2 separate regions of the Neogale vison genome follow, and region 2 is linked to region 1. The links are chromatin contacts, called in public Hi-C maps. All regions are on one chromosome and are shown on one strand. The core of a region is the stretch at or near the end of the contact, and the rest is flanking DNA. Distances in the headings are between cores, read along the strand shown.

Region 1 (3,157 bases), core at 186-2,685:
AGGGCATGGTAAGATGGCAAGACGATGTGACGCAAACGTTAGGCCTAGCGCAGGGCAGTCGTGTAAGACAGAGATGAAGATACTCCAAGACTGGCAAGATTTTCAAAGAAAATCATGAAGGCTCCATTTTAAGTGGAGAGGCTGAGATAATTTCCTCAAAGGCATCTGGCTAGTAAGTGACAGGTTCCTGTGACTGACTCTGGGCCTTAACCACCGTGTTCATTTGCCCCTTGGCCCTAAGTAAACCAATGCCAAGGCTGGTCTCTAAAAAACTGGCAGACAGCAAGAGACCATGTGGCTGAAATAGATGATACTGACTACCCACCCATTACATGAACCTTTACTTGACAGATTACTGCCGCTGTCCCGGGAGAACAGGCTACCATCACTTCAGAAAAACGTACTACCGCAGCCCACACGTGGGAGCCCTGTTATCTGCTCCTTACCAACAGAAAAACAGCCTCCAACTGAAGACAGGCCTTCTTATACAACAAAAAGCACATTCTCTACTCTGAGGAGATGATGTTATTAATAATCATAGTTAATATGTATTATCTACTATGTGCCAGACCCAGAATGGCAGCAATAGCCCCATTCTACAGATGGAGAAATGGAGGCTGAGAGAGGCTGCGTAGCTTACCTCCAAAACCTGTGCTTTCAGACCATGCTCCCGTTGGCAACGCTTAAAACACACGCACAACAGCTGCTACTTTTCCATACCATGAGAGCAGGTGAAAGAAAGGTAAGCTACACTGGAGATACGACAGACAAGTTCCTTAACGTTTTCAGGTCTCATTTGCTCTATCTGTAAAATGGGTTCGTCCTGAATGAAGTCAGAGGACCCTCCCGGATGATCTTTTTGAAGCTCCCTGACGCACAAGTATTTGATTCTGTTTTCAAAAATCCAATTCTACACCCAGGGTTTGAGACGCACAGCGTGCTTACGGGAACCACGGGAGAAAACCGATCTGAAACGCTGGGCGTCCTGGCACGGAACACGCAGCGCACGCGGCCTCATTCACGCGAGGAACCCGCCCCAGACGCCCGGACAGGCGCGAGAGCGCCCGGGGGCCGGTGACCTTGACGGCCTGCTCTCCCGGGCCGGAAGCAGGCCCGAGGGTCGAGCCGGGCCGGGGACGGAGGGCGCTGGGCCCCCGGGACTCACCGTCCGGAGGCAGGACCGCTCGGTGGGGTCCAGGCGGCCACCAGGCACGAACAGTGGGGGCAGGCCGCGGGGCCAGCAGCCTCCCCGGCCCCACAGCCGCAGGAAGCGGTGCGCCATGGCCGCCGGCGCCGCCTGCTCGGGCCGGGGGCGCTGCGCAGGCGCGGCTCTGCGGCCGGAGAGGCGGCGACGGACCGACTCCGGTCGCGGGAACCGGGTCGGAACAACCAGCGAACCGCGCTGCGGGTCCCGGGCTCACAGGCGAGCCCACGCTCTCGACGCGCGCGTCTTCTCCCAGCTCCACCCCTCCCGGCGTGCTGACGTCAGCCGCAGAGCGGGCGCAGGGGTCTAGGGCCGTTCTTTCGGGTCCGGAGCGTCCTCGCTCCCGGAGCGGCGCGATCGAAAGAGGAGGAGCGTCGAGGGCGACAGCGGGTAGTGGGCGGGGTGGAGGGGAGGGCGGGCGTGGTAGTGGGCCTAGAGGGAGGAGCGTAGGGCTGGTGGGCGGGGAGGAGGGCGGGACGTTGGGGCGGGGCTGGAGGCGTGGCCGTAGGGTAGAAGGGCTAGCGGAGGCGAGGGCTGCGGGGCGGGGCCAGCTCGTAGCAACCAGGAGAGAGCCGGGAAGGCTGCTGCGGCCCCAGACGAACGGATCTTTCCTTGTTTCGGCGCGAGGCCATTGTCGACATTTTGGGCATTCACACTCGGTGTGTCACTCCCGAAATATTTTATTGAGCTCCTAATCAGCGGCGGCATCGCCCAAGTGTCTGGAGATGCTAACACACATCCCTAACCCTAGGAGAGCAATGCAAATAATCACAAATCGGTGAGCTAAATGCAATGATAAAAGTGTTGAGACTGTGACATCTGGCTTGGATCCATTGGGAGCCGTTTGAAAGAGAAATGATTCTCAGATGAACTCAATGGAACTGCACGCTGTTTCGCACTCCGTGACTGTGGAGGAGAGAGAGGACTCTGGAGTCAAGTTTTACATGTCACTGTTTTCTGTTAGCTTGGCCAGTAGTATGTATAATATAAATGGTAGCTGATGTTGCCGATGGGGAGGAAAAGGAAAGGCAGGAGATGAGGCTGGGGAGGAGTATGAAGGTGGCCTCAGAAATGTATTAACGTATGCACATAGACAGGAAAAATCTGGAAGAACAGACACTGAAATGGTAATGAAATTTCTTACCTGTCACAGTGGCAAAATCCAATATATTGACAACTCACTCTACTGGCAGGCGTTCTCAGAAATAACTGGTGGGCACAAAGAATGATGACAGCGTGTGGAAGGGAAATTGGCAATGTCTACCTAAATGTCAAATGCATGTGTTCCTTAACCCGGACATTCCATTTATAGAAACGAACCCTACAGACAACTTGCACATGTATAAAATGCTGTGAGCACAAGGTTAATAATTACAGCATGGCTTGTAGTCACAATTTATTGGAAATAACTAGAATATTCATCTATAGGGGACTGTTTAAAACAATGGTAAATTCATACCATTATTAAAATTTTTTACTGAATGTTAACATACAGTATCCTATTAGTTTCAAATGTACATGATAGTGAGTTCATATTTTTATACATTATGAAATGATCCCCATTAATCTCATAACCATCTATCACCATACAAAGTTATTACAATATTACTGACTTATGCTCTATACGGTACATTACATTTCCATGACTTATTTATTTCATAACTGGAAGTTTTTACCTCTTAATTCCCTTCACCTATTTCACCCAGCCCCCCAACCCTTCCCTCTCTGGTAACCAATAGTTTGCTTCCTGAACCTATGAGTCTCTGTCTGCTTTGTTTTGTTTGCTTGTTTTTTTGATTCCACGTGTAAGTGAAATCTTCTCTGTCTGCCTTATTTTACTTAGCATAATACCCTCTAAGTTGTTGCAAATGGTTTTATATATGTGTATATATATATATACACATACACAAAGATATATATATACATATACGTATATGTATGTATGTGCATATA
Region 2 (3,157 bases), core at 221-2,720, 240 kb after region 1:
TTTAGATAAGGATTTGGATTAAATGTCATTTTACTGAATAATGAAGTACATCTTTCACCTTAAGCATTTTGACATTTCCATCAACTTTCTAAAAGTGAGGGCGGATTATTTCTCTATGTTTTTAATATACTTGCCTCTCAAAAGACTGAAATATATAAAAACTGATAGGAGAAACCTATTATCAATCCCCTCATCATCAGTACCTCTCTGAGTAAGCGCTAGCTACATAATAATGTGTAGGTGATAATCTTGAAGAATTTACATTGGACAATAACCTAACTAAAACCCATTTTATGTTTATCTGACATCCTGTCAACTTTTGACTTGACAAGCCTGTTTTCTCATTGCAACAAATTTTAACACACAGGTAAATGGTAGTTATTTTTAACTTTCAAGAGCTAGAAATCATTATTTCGTCTCCTCCTGTTTCTCCCAAAATAGCAACATTCTCTTCGGGGCTTTTTATATTTCCAAACTGAAGGAATTCGTTACCAAATTAAAAAAAAAAAAAAATACTATTAGCTGACTACTCATTCCGAAAGGTGTAATTTTCCTGACAGCAGAATTAACTATCCTTGACGAGATCTCACGTGAACCTTTCATAGCACCTACCACATCCCAAGTAAACAGCCCTGGCATGTAAGTATGTATACATAGCTTATCATGAAAAGGACCCAACCCACTCCATTTCCCAAACAAGACGGGGGCAGCTGTCCTATGACAGTCTGTGCAATTACCAGCACCTTGGGCAGGTCCGCGGCCCTACTCGGGGGGCGCAGGCCCGCCCGGACGCCCTCTTCACAACCCCTCTTTGTGCCGCTGCCCGTCCCCCCACCCCCCTGTTCTGACCTACGTGGAGCCCCCGCTAGACCACAGGGCCAGCACCACCACCACCCCGCCCCCCGCCGGCCCCAGGCCCTGCTCCTCCCGGCTCTCCCAGGGGAGGTGGGCGTTCGCCGGGCGGAAGGGCAGGGCCCAGGCATTGCGAAGGAAAAGGGGGGCCGCGGTGGGGGTCCTCCTGTCGGAGGTGGGGGGCGCACAGCAGAAGGGCAGGGCCCAGGAAGACGAGGGAGAAAAATGGGGCCGCAGGGGGGGTCCTCCCATGGGAGGTGGGAGTCGCGGGGCGTAAGGGCCTGGCCGGGGGCTTCCAGGGAAAAGGGGCCGCGGAGAGGGGTCTCGGTGGAGTCGCAGGTCGGCGGCCTCACCCGTGGCCGGGGGCGGCTCTCCCGCGTCGTCGGGCGCCAGGGTGACGGTGCCGTCCCTCCAGACGCGGATCTGCGCGGCTGAGCGCACGCGGCGACGGGGCTGGCGGCGGCCGGCGTCCGCGGCGCGCAGGGAGCCGCAGCACTGGTAGCACACGGCCCACGCCTGCTCCTCGTTGATGGGCTGGTTGTAGAGCCGCAGGATCTCCTCCAGGCTCAGCGCGTCCGGCGGGCCGCCAGCCGCCCCGGAGTCCGCAGGCCCCCCGCCGCCCGCCGGGCCCGCCGGCTGAGCCATCCCGCGGGTCGGCGCTGCGCTCGGCCGCCGCGCCGTGTGCCGGCGTCTCTTCAGCTCCGGAGCATCGTCTCGGCGCGCCGCCTCCTCCTCATCCCCGGAACCGCCCCGCCCAACCTGGCCGCGCGCGCCGCCGTGGGGGACCAGGCGGGGGACTGGGCGAGGGCCCGGCTGCCGTGGGCGAGCGGAGAGCGGCGAGGACGCCGCGGCCGTCCTGACCAGGCCGCCGCTGCCGCCGGCCCGTAGCGACGCGATGGCGTCCGCCGGCCCCGCCCCGCGCCTCGCCGCGCGCTCGGTGCCGGGGCCGCGGAGCCGCCCCGCCAAGGGTCCGCACGGCCCGCAGCTCGGGTGTGCCCTCCGTGGCCAAGCTGACCGCGCCGACTGCAGCGATCCCCCGTCGCGCTGGGAGGCCACTGGCCCTGGATCCCCCAGGAACTGACTCGCTGGGAGGCTAATTTGGAGTTCGAACCCAGCCTGTAGCAAATTCCTAATAAAGGTCTCTGAAACCGCTCCGGCTTCCCCCGCCGCCGCGCCTGCTCCCGCCCACCCCCGGCGGTCGGCTGGGCGCGGGTCCTGCGCCTCTTTCAAGCCTCCACACGGTTTCTCCTGACCAGCCGACTTCGTACTGCGCCCGGCCTCGCTCCTTCATCATCCCCCGGATCCTCCTCTGCTCTTTTTGGGGTAGTTGTCGCCATCGAGATACCGTATAATTTACTTAGATGTACTGTTTATTGAATAGGTCCTCCCATTTTCATTGTAAGCTCTCTGAGGACAGGGGCCTTTATGGGGTTTGCTCACTGACTTCTCCCAAGTGCGTAGATGAGGGCCTGGGATATAACCATGTTGTAAATAATTTGTAGACATTAGTTTCAGCGTCCTTCCGGATTCATTTTGTAACGTTCGCACAACTCCTCCCTAAGGATGTCTCCAGTGATCGCACTCATCATAGTCCAGTGAGCCCAGTATGTTCAGACGATGTGGAATTAGTATCAGGGTGGCAACATTGAACTGAGGGGAACAAGCCGTAGAAGAAAAGAAATACTGCACTCCCCAGAACCTCGCTGACTTCATTAAGTTATGCAATACAACATCATTCTTAGATAAAATAATCACTCATTGGTAAACGAGTTTAATTGGTAACTTTCCATTCTGAGGCTAGTGCTAAGAACCAGAGAGAGTTTAAAGTATCAACCGAGTAAGAAATTTACAGTAATTACCAATTAAACTTTTAAGGCAGCTTTGTGTGTTATATTAGATCCCACGCTCTTAACCATTGCATCTTGCACTAAAAATTACAAGGGTCTATTACCAATGCTTAAGATATCACAGTACATACAGCAGTAGTAGGGAGAAGAGAGAAAAGCAAAAGGTATTTTAAAAGAGTAAGGAATTGAAAGGGGGAGAAAAAAGCTTCTTCCTAATCATCTTATTATAATTTCACTACAAGAGATACAAAAAAAACCCTTAAGCAATATTATAGGTTCATAATCCCATTGTAAAAATGCCCCTATGTGTGCCAAACCTTGAGAAGAAAAGCCTAATTCCTTATATGATACAGATCGGATGGATAGATATGGATATATAGATACATAAAATCTTTTGATTGAAAAACTGGGAAAACATATCCAAATTTTGGCTACCTTAAAAGTTTAGATTCTGTGTG

What was found. A called contact is a pair of places that touch in the nucleus more often than the background predicts.
Region 2: a contact with region 1 is called in a Hi-C map of tongue, with 5 times the contacts expected there. The contact joins the promoter of SPIRE1 here to the promoter of AFG3L2 in region 1. A contact is called at or near these places in 3 of 3 Hi-C or Micro-C datasets (fibroblasts, muscle and tongue).

What each region holds. Positions count from the first base shown.
Region 1 is chr3:209,914,137-209,917,293 of ASM_NN_V1, forward strand. It overlaps AFG3L2 (AFG3-like protein 2), which reads right to left and starts at 1,436. Exons shown (of 17, transcript XM_044243644.1): 1 at 1,166-1,436. The coding sequence starts at 1,282.
Region 2 is chr3:210,152,987-210,156,143 of ASM_NN_V1, forward strand. It overlaps SPIRE1 (protein spire homolog 1), which reads right to left and starts at 1,471. Exons shown (of 18, transcript XM_044243648.1): 1 at 1,206-1,471.